Linked DNA regions of Ovis aries: region 2 is linked to region 1. The links are chromatin contacts, called in public Hi-C maps. All regions are on one chromosome and are shown on one strand. Each heading gives the region's core, a stretch centred on a gene start, on an enhancer-like site or on the middle of the called end of the contact. The rest is flanking DNA. Distances are from core to core; before and after follow the strand shown.

The links. Hi-C and Micro-C count contacts between places; a contact is called where the count stands out from the background.
Region 2: a contact with region 1 is called in a Hi-C map of liver, with 8 times the contacts expected there. The contact joins two enhancer-like sites. A contact is called at or near these places in 5 of 16 Hi-C or Micro-C datasets (hypothalamus, liver, omental adipose tissue and 1 more).

Annotation. Positions count from the first base shown.
Region 1 is chr15:30,821,825-30,829,100 of ARS-UI_Ramb_v3.0, forward strand. It overlaps LOC121816658 (putative HTLV-1-related endogenous sequence), which reads left to right. Exons shown (of 4, transcript XM_042232819.1): 2 at 1,910-2,006; 3 at 2,578-3,294. Among named protein-coding and RNA genes, the nearest start is that of GRIK4, 110 kb to the right of the region's middle. Within about 2 kb of position 2,962, at least 9 of the 54 cell types and tissues checked have an H3K27ac peak or open chromatin away from gene starts, as enhancers often do. A contact at or near this core is called in hypothalamus and liver, where this site is marked.
Region 2 is chr15:31,293,802-31,301,007 of ARS-UI_Ramb_v3.0, forward strand. It overlaps GRIK4 (glutamate ionotropic receptor kainate type subunit 4), which reads left to right. Exons shown (of 21, transcript XM_042232998.1): 14 at 2,136-2,245; 15 at 6,419-6,592. Among named protein-coding and RNA genes, the nearest start is that of TBCEL, 72 kb to the right of the region's middle. Within about 2 kb of position 2,275, at least 16 of the 54 cell types and tissues checked have an H3K27ac peak or open chromatin away from gene starts, as enhancers often do. A contact at or near this core is called in hypothalamus and liver, where this site is marked.

The DNA.
Region 1 (7,276 bases), core at 1,712-4,211:
GGGCCCAGGTTCGATCCCTGGTTGAGGAACTGGACTGTGCCACAATTAAGACCCGGCGAAGCCAAATAAACATAATTTTTTTCTTTTTTTTTTTTAATGAGAGGACCAGAGAACTAACTACAAGCATTTGGTATTGATGAAGTCTGAGAAGGGCGGTGGTGGAAACTGGGCTGTGGGACAGAAGTGAGCTGAGAGCTTTTATGTTGTGCTAAGAAGCTTGGGACTCAGTTTTACCTTAGAGGCTATCTCGAGTCACGAAAGGATTTTAAGCTAGGGATGAAGTAGCTGAAATGACAGCCATTTGTGGATGTGTTGGAGGGGGCCAGGGAGGTCAGTTAGATGACTGTTGCAATAGTTTCTAAGAGACAGTGATAGAAGATGGCATGTACTCCTAAGCAAGTGACAAGTCACACAGTCATCGTGTGCCCGAGTTGGCCCCACTTATGCAAGGGGTTCATTATGAACTTGGGATGAACCTTCAAAGGGACCTCTGGAAAAGACAGGTTAGTAAATTTAAGATCAGGAATTCTTTGGGGATATACCTGAAGCAAATACAAAGAAAGAGGTGCTAACATAAATCTAGGAGAACAAATTCCTTTCCACGGGCTTCAGTCACCAAAGCGCTTGAATCCACTGGGTTTAACCATGAGGCCCTAGCACACGGAATGCTGTCTGTCTAGCACAGCCCAGCAGCTGGCTGTCTGGGATGCTTCAGATGAGAGGTTCCAGGGGAGGGACCACCATTTCCAACCCTTCTATCTCACTCAATGCTGCAGCCTTGGAGATATTTCAGCTGAGCCAGCCTCATTCCCCTCCGACATAGCCCTGCTGTGGGATCCAAGATTATCAGGACCAGCCTCTCCACCCCATTCCCACCCACAATCAGGCCTGAGAACTTAGCTTGCCTGGAATTAAACTTTGATTGACAAGTGACACTGATTTTCAGGAGTAAAGAAAGTAGACACGGTCTTCCCTGGTCGTCTAGTGGTTAGGACTCCACGCTTCCACTTCAGGGGGCTTGGGTTCAATCCCTGGTCAAAGAACTAGGATTCTGCATACTGCTGCAAAAAGAGGACAGCAAGCAGCGATCACTCAGAACTCTGAGGTTAGCAGCAGAAGGAAGAGACAGCAGGTGGGTGGGGGACAGCCAGGGTGAGGCTGTAGACAGGCTTCTCTGGCATCACTGTTCACCTTCTGACTGCTAGCGGGCCTTGTGCTTTAGGAGACAGAGGCCTTAAGGAAGGGAAAGAAGGTCAGAATCATCTTTTCAAGAAGGTGAGAAACTGGGGTCCTCATTAGACCACAGTCAAGACCCATCAGCAATTCCGTTGCTCTCGCCAACAACTTCTCCCCCTCCCCGCCTCCAGTTATCAGGAGACAAAGGAATAAGATGAGACATTTCACACAGATGGTACTTTTCCTCCCAAACACTTAAGCCTCTATGGTCTTGCTCATCTCACATCTCTCCAAGAAAAGGCCCAGGATCCAGGATCGGCCTTTCAGAGTCTGAAGTACCTTCAGAGATTATTCAGTCTGCTTCCCTCATGTCTAGGGATGTGAACACTGAAGGGGAGGGATGTGAAGTCCCCTGCCCGGAGTGGATCCCAGGAATGCCCCTTGCACCTCCAGTGTGCTGTCTGCTTGGTCCATGCAGCCATGTGTCCACTTGGCAAATGAGGCCCTGCGTGAGAAGACGGAGGAGCTGGAATTAGATGGTTCTGTGGGGCTGATTCATCCGGGGGTGTGGCTGATTCTCCCCTGGGTGTGGCTGGTTTACTGGGGGTATCTTAAGCTTTAGCAGCTTTCTTATGTGAAATGTGATTAGGGTCATCTTCACACATACCTTGCAGAGTTGATGCAAAGGTTCCTGAAAACCACACCTGTTAAGCAGTATTGGTGTTTTCCCTAGCGAGCAGTCGCCATGCCCAGCTAGCGGAGGTGGGCATGGGAAGCCAGCACTCTTGCGACCCCTGTTCATCCCTGCAGCCCTGGGTGGCCGAGAAGTGGTAAGAGTGGGGTGGTGAGCCTGGGGAACGCAGCATCATCGTCCAGGTTTCAGCTTTTTATGCCCAAGACCCAACCCAGGACATCTGGGAACAAACCCTTCTCTGAGGACTGACTACCTTGCCGGTGGGCAGAGCGTTGAGTGCGGGCGGCTCAAGCCGTTGACGATGGCAAGACTCTGGGATGAGTGCCTTGTTTGTCCCAGACAGAGATCGTGTGGGTGGGAAAGGAGGAAGTCCCCCTCTGAGGAGGTCACATGTCCTCGGGTCTCCCTCCTCAGGATCCCCGATTCCCCAGCTCCTCCGGAGGACAGCGGTGATGTAGTACAATGAGCCATGGCGGCATGTCAGAAAGCTTTATTGCCCCCCTGGTCCTGATGCTCACTACCTCGTTTACCTGGAGCCCAAGGCTCCTGGGCTGGGATCCTCATCCGTGGCATGAGGATGACGGCTCCTCCAAAGATTTTTGTATTCATAAAATAGTGCCCTGGAACTACTAAGTGCAAGCCGTCTCTCTCCAGCCTCCTGGGACAAATTGTTCTTTTCTCTTCGCCGACTTCACACTCCTCTCCAGCCTAGCCACCACCGAGGCCACAGTCTCCAGAAACCAGCACGCTCTTCCCTTGCGCTGTTCCCCGAGAGCCCCACCAGGAGGCGCCCTTTGCCCGCCGAAGCGGGCCGGGCTCGAACTCCTCCGGGCCGGAGTGGGCACCCCTTTGCGCAGGGCGGTGCTGGGTGCGGGTTGCGCCCGGGGTCCCCCGGAGGTCGATCCAGCGCAGCGCCCGCACCGCGTCCTGCGGCCGCTTGGTCGCGCGCGTACCCCGCGACCCTGCTCGCAGCTGCGGCCCCGGCCCCGCGCCTCTCGTTCGGCCTCGGTCCCCGGGGCGGCGGCAAGTTTGCTCACGGTCGCTCGGGCCCCTCGCCGCCGCTCTCCTCCGGCGCCTGGGCCCCGAGCGCGCCGGGCTAGAGGGCTACGAGGGCGGGCGGGCGGCTGGGCGCTCGGGCCCCGAAGGGGCGCCCCCCCCCGGCCGGCGTGCGCGGGCCGCCGTAGTTCCCGCGCTGCCCGCCGGGCGGCGCCGCGCACCTCGGCCGCGCTCCTCCCGCGCTGCCGGCTCCACGCTCGCTCGCAGCCGGACACAGACTCTGCCTTCAGCTGCCGGCGGATCGCGCTGGAGCCGCCGCGGCGGCTGCGGAAGAAGGAAAAAAAAAAAAAAAAAGGAAAACAACAGCCCGGCGGCCGGCGGAGCAGCGCCCGGCCCGAGCTCAGCCCCCGGAGTGCGGAGCCGCCCAGGTAAGGGCAGGGCCCGCCGCGGCGCCCCCGGCCCGCACCTGCGCTGCCCCCGCGCCCCCCGCGTCCTATCCGCGCGGAGCCCCGCGCGCGCCCCCTCCCGCGCCCGGATTCCCTACTTCTGACGTCTCTGCCTCTCCTGCCCTCCGGGGCCGCGGCCCCGCACCCCGCCCCCGCCCCCACCCCCTTCCCGGCGCCCTTCCCTCCGTCTCCCGCCTTCAGCCAGCCTGTCCCCTGCACTCCGGTCTCTGCGTCTCCCGATCGGGCTCCGAACCCCCATCGCTCTGCGCCCGTAGTTCCTCCGGTCTCCATCCCCATTTCCCTCCCTCCGCATCCCTTCCCCGGGCTCACCGTCTTCCCGGTCGGGTCCTCCCTCTGCCCCCGTGCAACTCCCAGCCCTGCCTCTGCCCCCTGCAGGGATGACGGCCCCTTCCCCACCCCGGCGCTTCTCCCCCGCACCTCGTCACCCTCCGCTTCTCTGGTCGTCTCGGTCCCCGGCTACAGTGCCCCATCCCAGCCCGGAGCCCACGAAGCCCCCTCCTCCAGTCCTCGCTGCCATCTGCCTCGACTGCCCCCGACCCCTGCCCAGCACTCCGGCCACCCCCCCCCCCCCCCCAATCCTTCGCGCCGTCTCGCCTCGGGGAGAATAGCGTCGTATCAGAAACGACCCTCTTTTCCCTGGACTACTGAGGTTCCCACCCATCCCACCCTAGTTCACCCGAGTGGGAAGTGAGGGAGAAACTCTAGAGACCTGCATTTGGGCGTGTGATGGGGGAGGGGGCTGGGGCGGAGCGGGGGGGAGGGGAGCTGAAAGCGAGCTCCTCTCTAGTGAGGACTGGCGAGCGGTGAGCGGCTCAGACCTGGCCGGAGGAGAGGGCCAGCTTGCGACAGCTGGGACAGGGGTTTCTAGGCTCCGGAAGCACCTGTGTCTCTTTCGCTGGCTCCCTTGAGCTGAGGAAAGTGATGGGGGAGGAGTTGGAGCCCAGGGAGAGTTGGCGAGGGCCTTTGGGCTGGGAAGGCCCGCAGCCGGGAGGACCTTGGCCCTCTGGGCTGCCGGGCTGGCAGTGGCCGGGCAATGCGGCCAGCGTCTCCCCCTCCGGACCTCGGGCCGCACAGCTCTTGGCACCTCTACTTCATGCTGCCATCTTCCTCCTGGTGCTGTTGTCTGGTGATGCCATGAGGTGCCACCTCCCTGCCTCCCTCCAGTGGCTCTCCTGGGCATGTTCTCCCAAGGGCCTGGGTTGTCTGGAAAGCAGAGGGACCCCTGGGCTTGGCTGGGCCCCGGAGTCAGGCAGTGGACGCCAGTAAGGACCAGACGGAGACATCTCGGGACTGGCCAAGTGCCCGGAGCCTTGCCAGGGACAATGAGAACTGCCTTCATCTAAGCTCCCTGTGGGTCACCTGGGTGATGGGGTGCTTCCAGGAGCACCTGCCAGTGGTGGGTGTGGTATCCCCTGGGAGAGAGGCTGTCTGGGTTGACAGCGGGCCGCCAGAGAGAGGACTCTGGTCCTGTTTGCTCCCGGAGTGTCTGTGCTTATGTGATGGGCGAGGGCTGGGGAGAGGTCCTCTGCGCTCTGGTCCGACTCCGGGAGGAACCCTGGGAACTCCGCTGGGCGTCGTCAGGCTCTATTTGCTGAAGCTGCAGCTTGTGCCTCTTCATTAATCAGGTTTATTATTTTCCTCACTGGCTGGATGTGTTCCTCAAGGTCACGACCCTTTGGAGAGTTAATCTAATATGCACACATTACAGTGTCTGGGTTTGTTTAATTTTCCGTATTTTGTTCATTTCTCGTGGAGCGAGCCGTCCATGGAGCTGCGGCCCGGGCTTGCCCATCAGCCTCCAGCCTGCCTCTCCAGCTACATCCCTATCCTCCTCTGGACCTGCCAGCTGAGACCAAAGATGAATCTGGCTCCTGGAGTTCTTGGGAGAGCCTGGTGGAGGAGGGCAGGGGTTAGGGGAGGGGGGTTGAGAGGAGGTTCTGATTTTCTGTGTTTCCCCATCCCCCCCGCCCACCCTCCTAGGCATCTTGATCATTGGCTAGCATTTTCCCCAGCACCTGAAGTTCTTCCTAGAGACTGGCTCTGCTGCTTGGTCTGGCTTCCCAATGTGGTTTTCCCTGCGGATGGAGAGGGAACTTTGCCTGGTGGCAGAGAAGTGGAGACTCTGAGGAGAAGGTCCCAGCTTCTGGAGCATAGGATCTCCTGGACAGTGGGCCTCAGCTGTGCCTGGTGTGATTCTCAGCCCAACTGAGAGGCAAGAAAGGAAGGAAGAGGGCAGGATGACCTGTCCTGGGAGATAAGAAAAACTACTCAGAAAACAAGAGGAACATCGAATGTGAAGCTGGTTGCCGTGCGGCTGGTGCGGGTGGGCAGCAGGCAGAGAATGCGTGTGGGAAGCAGACGTCTCTTGCTGCTTCTGCACAGTACAAGGTGAATCCCTTACGTGGTGATTGAGTTCTGCAGTTTTCCAAATGCTTTTTAGAAAAATTACTCGATCTGAACCAGACAAGCGTTTTGTCTATACCAGTGCCCTTCGGGGAGGTGTTATTGATCCCCTGAAAACAGGCTCGAAGAGGTTAAACACCTCGTCTGAGGCTCTGCAGCCACACCTGAAGCCTCCGGACTCCCGGCCCAGCTCTTGTGCTGTTGTACGGGTGCTCAGTGACTGCAGCTGTGTCCGACTCTGCGCTACCCTATGGGCTGTAGCCTGCCTCTCTCCTCTGGCCGTGGTATCTCTCAGGCAGGAACACTGGAGTGGGTTGCCGTGACACCTTCCCGACCCAGGGATCGAACCTGAGTCCCTTTTGTCTTCTAGTATTGGTAGGTGGGGTCTGGACCACTGGTGCCACCTGGGAAACTACTTGTTGCTTTCTCAGTTCTTGCTGCTGTTCAGCCCTCCTTCTCCACATCCCAGGCTTCAGCCCTCACATTCGCCGGTGTCAGCTCAGCACCCCTCCTTGCTGGGGGCGCTGGCTCCCCGCCCCTGCCCCGGTCTGCAGCCTGGCTGGTCCAGGGTTCTGCATTCTCCCTGCCCCTAGACTGGCTGCACTGGCGCCCTGGCTGTCCTCCCCCCACCTCCCCAGCCCGTGGCTTCCTGTGGACCCCCGCCTGCAGAGTTCCCAGTTCTCCCAGGCACACGTCCTGGGGGCCTTGCATTCCTCAGCTCCCCCATCCCACCCTCCTGCACCTTGTCTCTCGAGCCTTGGTTCTCTGGGACACTGCTGGTGCCCAGCCTGACCTTTTCCCCTGGCTACTATCCCACGTGGGGCTTCAGCGGCCCAGCCTTGGGTTATAGTAACGTAGCCTCCTCCCTGGGCAGGCTGCAGGCACCTGGCCTCCACGCCTGCCTTCCGGCAAAGGATAGTGTTTGGAACATGTGATCGGGTCTTCAGAGCATCAGTGGTCCCCTCGGGTTCCTGGATGGAGTTCCCAGACTGTGGCCTGGAGTTTATGGCATCGACACGCTGGTCCCAACTCTGTGCCTCTGGACCTGACCCTCTGCCCTCTATCTGCCTACCCTCCCCCGAGGCACTCTATGCTTTGCCTTGTCCTTTCCTCCTCCTTTCTGCCCACCCACACCCTCCCCAGCCTTCAGGGTGCCTCTGGAGCCACACAAGGTATAGCCTTCCATCCCCAAAGTGTGACAGCTTCAGCAGCTCATGTCGGGCAGACCTGGGGTTCATATTCTGGTGTCACTCCCTGGGTGTGAACAAATTGCTTAACTTCTCTGAGCCTCACTTGCCTCACCTGTAAAATGGGAACAGTCTTTTCTGCCTGAAAGGCTTGTTGTTGGCATGAATGTGAGCAGAAGGGACTGCGGTTTGTCAGCCTAGGAGGTGCCCGGGGAGTGTCCCCAGGTGGCTCCTCCCACACAGCCTCTGTGGTTTAGCTCCCAGCACCTGCCTGCTGTCCCTGCTTGTCTCCCACCTGGATGGCCAGTCCCCTAAGGAACAAGGCCTTTGGTGCCTTGGCACATCCTCAACTC
Region 2 (7,206 bases), core at 1,025-3,524, 470 kb after region 1:
TGGCTCTTCGGATGATGGTGAAGGCATGGTTAGTCCATGATGGACACAAGAATGACTAACGAGGGACTCCAATTCCGCTGTCTTGCGTCCTTCTTCCTGTTACACAATTTACATAGTGATAGGGCCGTACATACTCAAATGGTCTTCTCCCTGTTTCTCTCCTGTTCCCCTGGTCACTGGGCTTTGTCCTTCAAGCTGTTTTATTTTCCCAGTCACCTGAGTGTTCTCTGCAGCTCAACATGAACACACATGAGGCAGAAAAATTGCAGTTGGTATCAGAGGGCAGTTCCCTGGTCTAAGCCACATTGGGAGAGAAATCCAATTTCAGACAGACCACCCCAGGGGGCACTGTCACACTGATGAAGGACTTCAGGATCCAAGAACCAGTGCCCCACTGGCAGAGGGTAAGCTCTGACTTCTTCACTCTGTACCCTCTGGACTGTGTCCTCAGTGGGAGAATAAAATTATACTCCCAAGTGCTTTGGGAATTTGTCTATTGGCTCACTGGGAAGGGATGGAGAACTCACCAGAAGAGCAGCTGAAAATCAGCCACAATTGGGGTTTGTGCAGATACAACAGGGCCTTGCAGCATTGTCTCCCCTGCTCCTTAGATGCTGCCTTGGGAGCAGCTGTTGTTAGCTGCAGTTTCTCAGCATTATCTCATGGTCTGGCTGTCCCTGGATAACAAAAGCCCAGAAAGCTGATTGAGATTAGCTCAGTATTGGCATAGATAGCTCCCCTTGTAGTGTCTGGGAACCCCAGTACAAAATGACATACCTTGATACTGACAGCAGGTTGTGCCATGACTGATATGTCCTTGAACTTGAAAGTTTACCTGTTCATAGCACTCCTGAGCTTAACACTGATTTTCTATCCTATCCGTGGACCTCGTAGATTCCTGGAATCATAAAGTCATATCATTTTCGATTTAGAATGGTCTTTAGGGAGCATCTGTTCCAGCGGTTTCATAGTAAGTGGAAGAAGCAAGCCTGGTTCAAGGCCAGGGCAGCAGTGGGAGCTGTAGAGTGGGGCCCTGTCTTGAGTGAACAGCCACCACTCAGCTCCAGCTGGTTGAGAATTGGGCCCAATGTGGCCAGATCATCCATTTTTAAAGCCAGAATCTGGATTTTTCTGGAAACATCCTAGTCACTTAATGTTGACAGCTTATCAAAATGAGTAAACACTACAAGTCAACAAGCAAGTGGTCTGTGGGCTGCAGGTCACTAGGGTATCACCTTTGATCTAGATCAGCTCCAGTGGAGTCTGGAGAGGGGTGTGCACTTGCCTGAGACCACACTGCTAAAGACCAGGAGCAGATTCTGAAATTCCTTCCTTCTCGTTCCGTCTCACTTTCCTGCAGAAAATGCCCCCCTGCCTCTGCCAGAGTGTGGTCCCCAGCTTTCTGGCTGGTTCTTGGCTCCATCCTTTGGCTCCCATGACTGCCTGGCCTAGGAACAACCATGTTTTTCTGCAGTATCGTGGGCTGCATCAGATGCCCTGGGCTTTGTGTCAGCAAGCGTGCATTTGAGTCCCAGTTCTTCCACTGATGAGCTGTCTAACTTTGGATACATCTCTCGAATGCCCTAGGGCTTTGATTTCTTTCCGAATACAATGAAAATAAGAATCTGGGCGCTACACAGCATCCAGTTTGAGGTTTACCTGAGAAGGTCTCATTGTATGTGAGATCACCCTGCAAACCAAAAACCAAGCATGCCTATCAAATTAGCATCCTCGTAAGAAAGACGTGAGTGGCAGAGAGGGGGCTACATGTCCTTGGACATCAACAGCTCAAAGGTGCTTCAGAGCCTATCCACGCTGCCCCTGGAGGACATGGGGACGCATATAACGGACACTGAGTGCTGTGCTATTGCCCAGCACAGAGCCTCCTTCATCCTAGGAAGTGATGAGGCCCTGGGCCGTTCTTTAGTTTCATCTACTGAGTTAAGGGCTATGTAGATGTTTCAGAGCAGACCCCTCTACACCTTCGGCCCCTGTGTCATTTAAACCAATCACCCATAACCCAAGGCAGTGCAGTCTGGGCCCATTCCCAGCTCACCAACCCCTCTGCCCTCCCCTGCCCAATGGCTGTGCTAACTGAATGCATACATGAATCTCGTTTCTGTCTCCGTTTCCAGGGACGCAGACCCGGCTATTTCTCCTTCCTGGACCCATTTTCTCCGGGCGTCTGGCTCTTCATGCTTCTAGCCTATCTGGCCGTCAGCTGCGTCCTCTTCCTCGTGGCTCGGTACTGGCTTCTCCCCTTCCCTGTCCTCACACCGCCATCTCGTGTCCACCTCTGGGAACTGCACGGGCAGGGGTGGGAGTAGGAGGGGGCGGCCTTGGTCCCAAACCAGAGGAATGGGAGGCGGGCTCAGGACCCGAGCCACTTGGCCCGGCTGTCAGCTGGGCACTGCCCGTCCATCCATCTATGTGCCCGTCCCCTGATATGCACAACATAGACAGGCGAGCTTGTCCGAATTTGTGCCCCTTGCCTCTTACCCCTCTCATTCCCCAGTCTCCAGCCCCCTGCCTTGGGAGAGAGAGGAGGGGAGGAAGGTGGTGGGAAGATTACTCTGATTAAGTGTTCTGCCTTTGGCTGCCCTGGCATCTGTCCTCGCCAGGACCTGCCACAAAGTGCTGAGTGACAGGAAACAGAGGCTGCAAATCCGGAGTTGGGAACCGGCAGCCTCAGTGACACAGGCAAGGGAGACGGCCTCCTCTGCAGAGGGCCTGGCCCTTCCCCAGCCCGGTCTGTCTGTGAAAACACAGCTGCCTTGTTGAATGGAGACCGTGCAGGGAGGCTGGCAGCAGCAGGGCAGGATGGAGAGCAGTGTTGGCAAGCAGCGCTGAGTTGAGACACATGGTCCAGATCCAGGGTCGGGGAGGACAAGAAACCCATCCCCCATCTCCCTGGACACGAGAGAGTGTCCCTGAGCCCAGGAAGAAGCCAAGGAGCATCCCAAGAGGATGCGCAGAGAGGGTCATTTCTCTCTGAGGCTAAGTTGGGCTTCAGAAGAGCCCACTTACTATCCAGAGGCAGAGCCAGCTCCCGTGGTTCAGGGTCATTCATACAGAGCCCTGCTTCCTGCTCAGAACTCAGCTGATCACCTCAGGGGAGCCAAGACCCACTCAGATTGAGAGTCTAGGGGGCTGACAGTGGCTCTGGTCCAGCTGTCTGCTCTCCTCTGCCTTGGGGCTACAGGGGCAGCGCTGGCCTATTCTGAGGTGAATGGTCCACCTCTATGAGGTGGGGTCTTCCCCAGAAGCACGTTTATTCATTGCTCAAGGGGAGCCTGTGCTCCCTCCAGCTAGAAGATGGAACTCCCAGGAGGGAGGGGATGCGTGTATAATTATGGGTGATTTCCATCACTGGGCTTCCCTGGAGGCTCAAAGGTTAAAGCATCCACCTGGAATGTGGGAGACCTGGTTTCTTCGATCCCTGGGTAGGGAAGATCCCCTGGAGAAGGAAATGGCAACCCACTCCAGTACTCTTGCCTGGAGAATCCCATGGAGGGAGGAGCCTGGTAGGTAGGCTACAGTCCATGGGGTCGCAAAGAGTCGGACACAACTGAGCATCTTCACTCACTCACTCATTCACAGAGGAGACCAGCCTTCCCTGGTGGCTCAGGTGGTAAAGAATCCTCCGCTTGCAATGCATGAGACCCAGGTTCGATCCCTGGGTCGGGAAGATCCCCTGGAAAAGGAAATAGCTACCAACTCCAGTATTCTTGCCTAGAGAATCCCATGAACAGAGAAGCTTGGTGGGCTACGTTGGTGGGCTCTCAAAGCACAACCAAACAACTAACAGACACACACATACACACACACACAGACACACACACACACCAGGAACCAACACAACATTGTAAAGCAATTTCCCCCCAGTTAAAAATGAATTTTAAAAAATGAAAATGGAGCCCCAAGGATCTTCGGAGTACAAACCCCTAGGGCAGTTCCCTACCTGCCCAAGAGGCATGGCATCACCCACTCCATGCCTCTTCCAGTGGAGATCAAAGCCAGGTTCAGGAAGTCGTTCCCGACCCCTGAGACCCAGCCAAAGGGGGAAAGGCCTTGCTTACAACCTGGTCATCATCACAGGGTGCTGCGTGTGCCGCTTGGTGCCACCTACCCTCCTTGGGCCTGTAGCCATGCCCACTGTCAAGAATCTGTTGTCAGTGTCGACTGGCAAGGCGCGGGAGCTGGCACGCCATCTGACACGTCCCCTCTGCACTTCGCTGGGCTGTCTGCGGCTGCTCACTGGAAGCTGTCTGCCTGAGTCTCGGCTCCGCTGCCCTGGAATTCTCTCTTGTCCCCTTTGATTGAGGCCCTGTGTGTAGAAAGTCATGGTTCTCAGGTGGCCTTGAGGGACTGGAAGTGGTATTAGGGCGTAGCTATCAGATACATACACACACACACACACACACACACACACACACACACACACAAGACTGCTTCACCCTGCCTTTCACAGCCTGAAACTTTTCAATCAGCCCTGGGGGCTTAGACAGTCCCTCTCTCCTGCCATCCACATTCATACACACACACTGGCCCCCCAGGATCCAGAATTAACAAAAAGATTAACCAAAAAATTGTACTAGAGGTCTGATCATACATCATATATATCATACAATATGTATATATATACACACACGCACACACACACACAGACATACAGGCCACTTGATATGAAGAGCTAGTTCATTGGGAAAGACCCTGATGCTGGGCAAGATTGAAGGCTGGAGGAGAAGGGGACAACAGAGGATGAGTTGGTTGGATGTCATCACTGATTCAATGGACATGAATTTGAGCAAACTCCAGGAGACAGTGAAGGACAGAGGAGCCTGGCATGCTACAGTCCAACATGGCCTTAGCAACTGAACAACAGCAGCAAAATACATATAATATCCTATATGAGTAATATCTGAGGGTAGGGTAATTTGGCCCAGGGCAATAGCTTTCAAACTGGGTTCCCGGGGACGTGGAGGCTCCTGGTAGGCGCGGACACGTGGAGGAGCGGTGAAGAGGCTAGGCACACAGAGCTCTGCGGCCTCAGCTCGTCTTCATTCAGGCCAGCTCCACTTCTCTCTCTCATGTATTGTACTTCTGGGTGAGATTTTAGAGGGAAAAGATGTTTGAAAGCCACTGCTCTATGGCAGCCGTTCCCAAGCCAGCTGATATCAGAGTCATTCAGGGAGCTTTAAAACAACTTGAATGTCTAAGTCAGATCATCTCAGAATCTCTAGGGATGAGGCCTCGGGAATCTGTAGTTCTGAAGCTCACATCCAACCACCCGTAGGCTTGGGAACCACTGGGGTGAAGCCCCACGGGTCCGATCCAGCCCCGCAGCCCCTGGAAGGAAGGAGGACGTATGGGGGCAGGGGCCAGAGATGGCACACTGGCCTTGTAATCAGCAACAAGTAGCAGCGAAGGAAATGTGAACCAGCCCTGCAGCACCTGCAGACTAGGCTGGGCGAAGGGACAGGAAGGCCGGGGAAGATGATGGCATCGCGTGAACACACAGACCTGCCCTTCTTGGCATATGTCCAGATGCGTCTCCCACATCAGAGCTGAAGGCTTTGTGTGGGAGGCATGCTAGGGAAGAGGGAGGGCATGTGTCTGATGGGCAGGAGGTTAGGGTATCAGAGACATCAGAGGTACTGCTGGGAGAGAGGCCAGCGTGAGGCTGTGAGGGACAGTCAAAGGAGCCTGTGTGCCTTGTCAACCCTATGTGCCCATCACACTCATCCAGGGAGCCCTGAGACATGCTGAGGCCCAGGCCATCCCTGGACAAATGAAATCAGAACCTCTGGGCATGGAATCCAGGTGTTGGCATTTTTTAAAAAGCTCCTGGGTGAGTCTGAAACACAGACACGGTTGAGAACCAGGGCTGGAGGGAACCACTGGGGTCAGTGGTTTGGAAAGTGTGGTCCCTGGACCAGTGGCATCCCCTTCTCCCAGGAACCTGCAGATTCGTAGGCCTCACCCAGACTTAGCGAATCAGACACTTCAGGGCTGGAGCCCAGCGATCCGTGTTTTCACAAGCCTTCTTGGTGATTCTGATGTCAGTTACATTTTGAGAATTTCCACTCTGGGCTGAGAGTTTTCAATCCACGGCTCTGTGGGGCCCTAGGGTTCTCTCTGTGGTCACTTCGGGGGAACAAAAAAGACAGAACAAGCAATTCCCAGCCACCCACCCCCATGACTTGATTTATTTTGAAAAAATTAAGATGTTTCTTTGATTAAAGAAAGTTCCAAAACTGCCAACATAGTCCAACAGAAGGGAGCTGGCTTGCCCAAGGCCACAGGCAGCTACCAAGGTCCAGGGGTCAGGCCAGGAAGAAGAGCACCCCCACACCCCCAGCACCCCTTCTTCATGCCCACCCTCCACGGCGCTGACATGTGTTCCTTTCTCCCACAGACTGACCCCCTACGAGTGGTACAGCCCCCACCCGTGTGCCCAGGGCCGGTGCAACCTCCTTGTGAATCAGTACTCCCTGGGCAACAGCCTCTGGTTTCCGGTCGGGGGCTTCATGCAGCAGGGCTCTACCATCGCCCCGCGCGCCTTATCCACCCGCTGCGTCAGTGGCGTCTGGTAAGATCCTGGGGTCCTCAGATGAGCCCTGATCCGGCTTCCTGCAGGCAGGAACCTCAGCCCCGCCCTCGGACAGCCTCTGCCAGCTCAGAGGGCTGGTGGGGTGGGGTGGGGGGAGGTGCAGTGGATGGTGCTGTTTGTGCCATCTTCTCTCCTTCCCCTTTCCCGCCTTGGAGATGCGGAGAGGAGCCAAGGCACAAAAGGAGAGCCGATGAGAAAATGCCCATGGCAAGGCAGTTATAACTTCCTGACCTGAGAATGACTGGCATTTGAGAGGCAGGGCCTGAGAAGTCATGTGCAAATTTGTGCAAATATGCACAGTGTGTAGCAGGAAGTCCTGGCCCTCCCCTCACCAACCCCAAGTCACATCACTCCCCCTCCAGCAGCTTTCTGGAGCTCTGTCTCTCTGCTCCTGCCTCTGGGCCTGCCAGACGTGTCCACCTCAGCAGGTGTCGAAAAATGCAAGCTCTTAGTGGCTCAGAGTTGGACGGGACCTCAGGGTCTAAGTTGACAGCAGGATCCACAGGGCTGTTGGCCAGCTCCTTCTCCTCTTGGATCAGGCAGGGCAAATGGAAGAGGGTGAAATGATTCAAGGTGTGGGAAAGTTCCCTGAA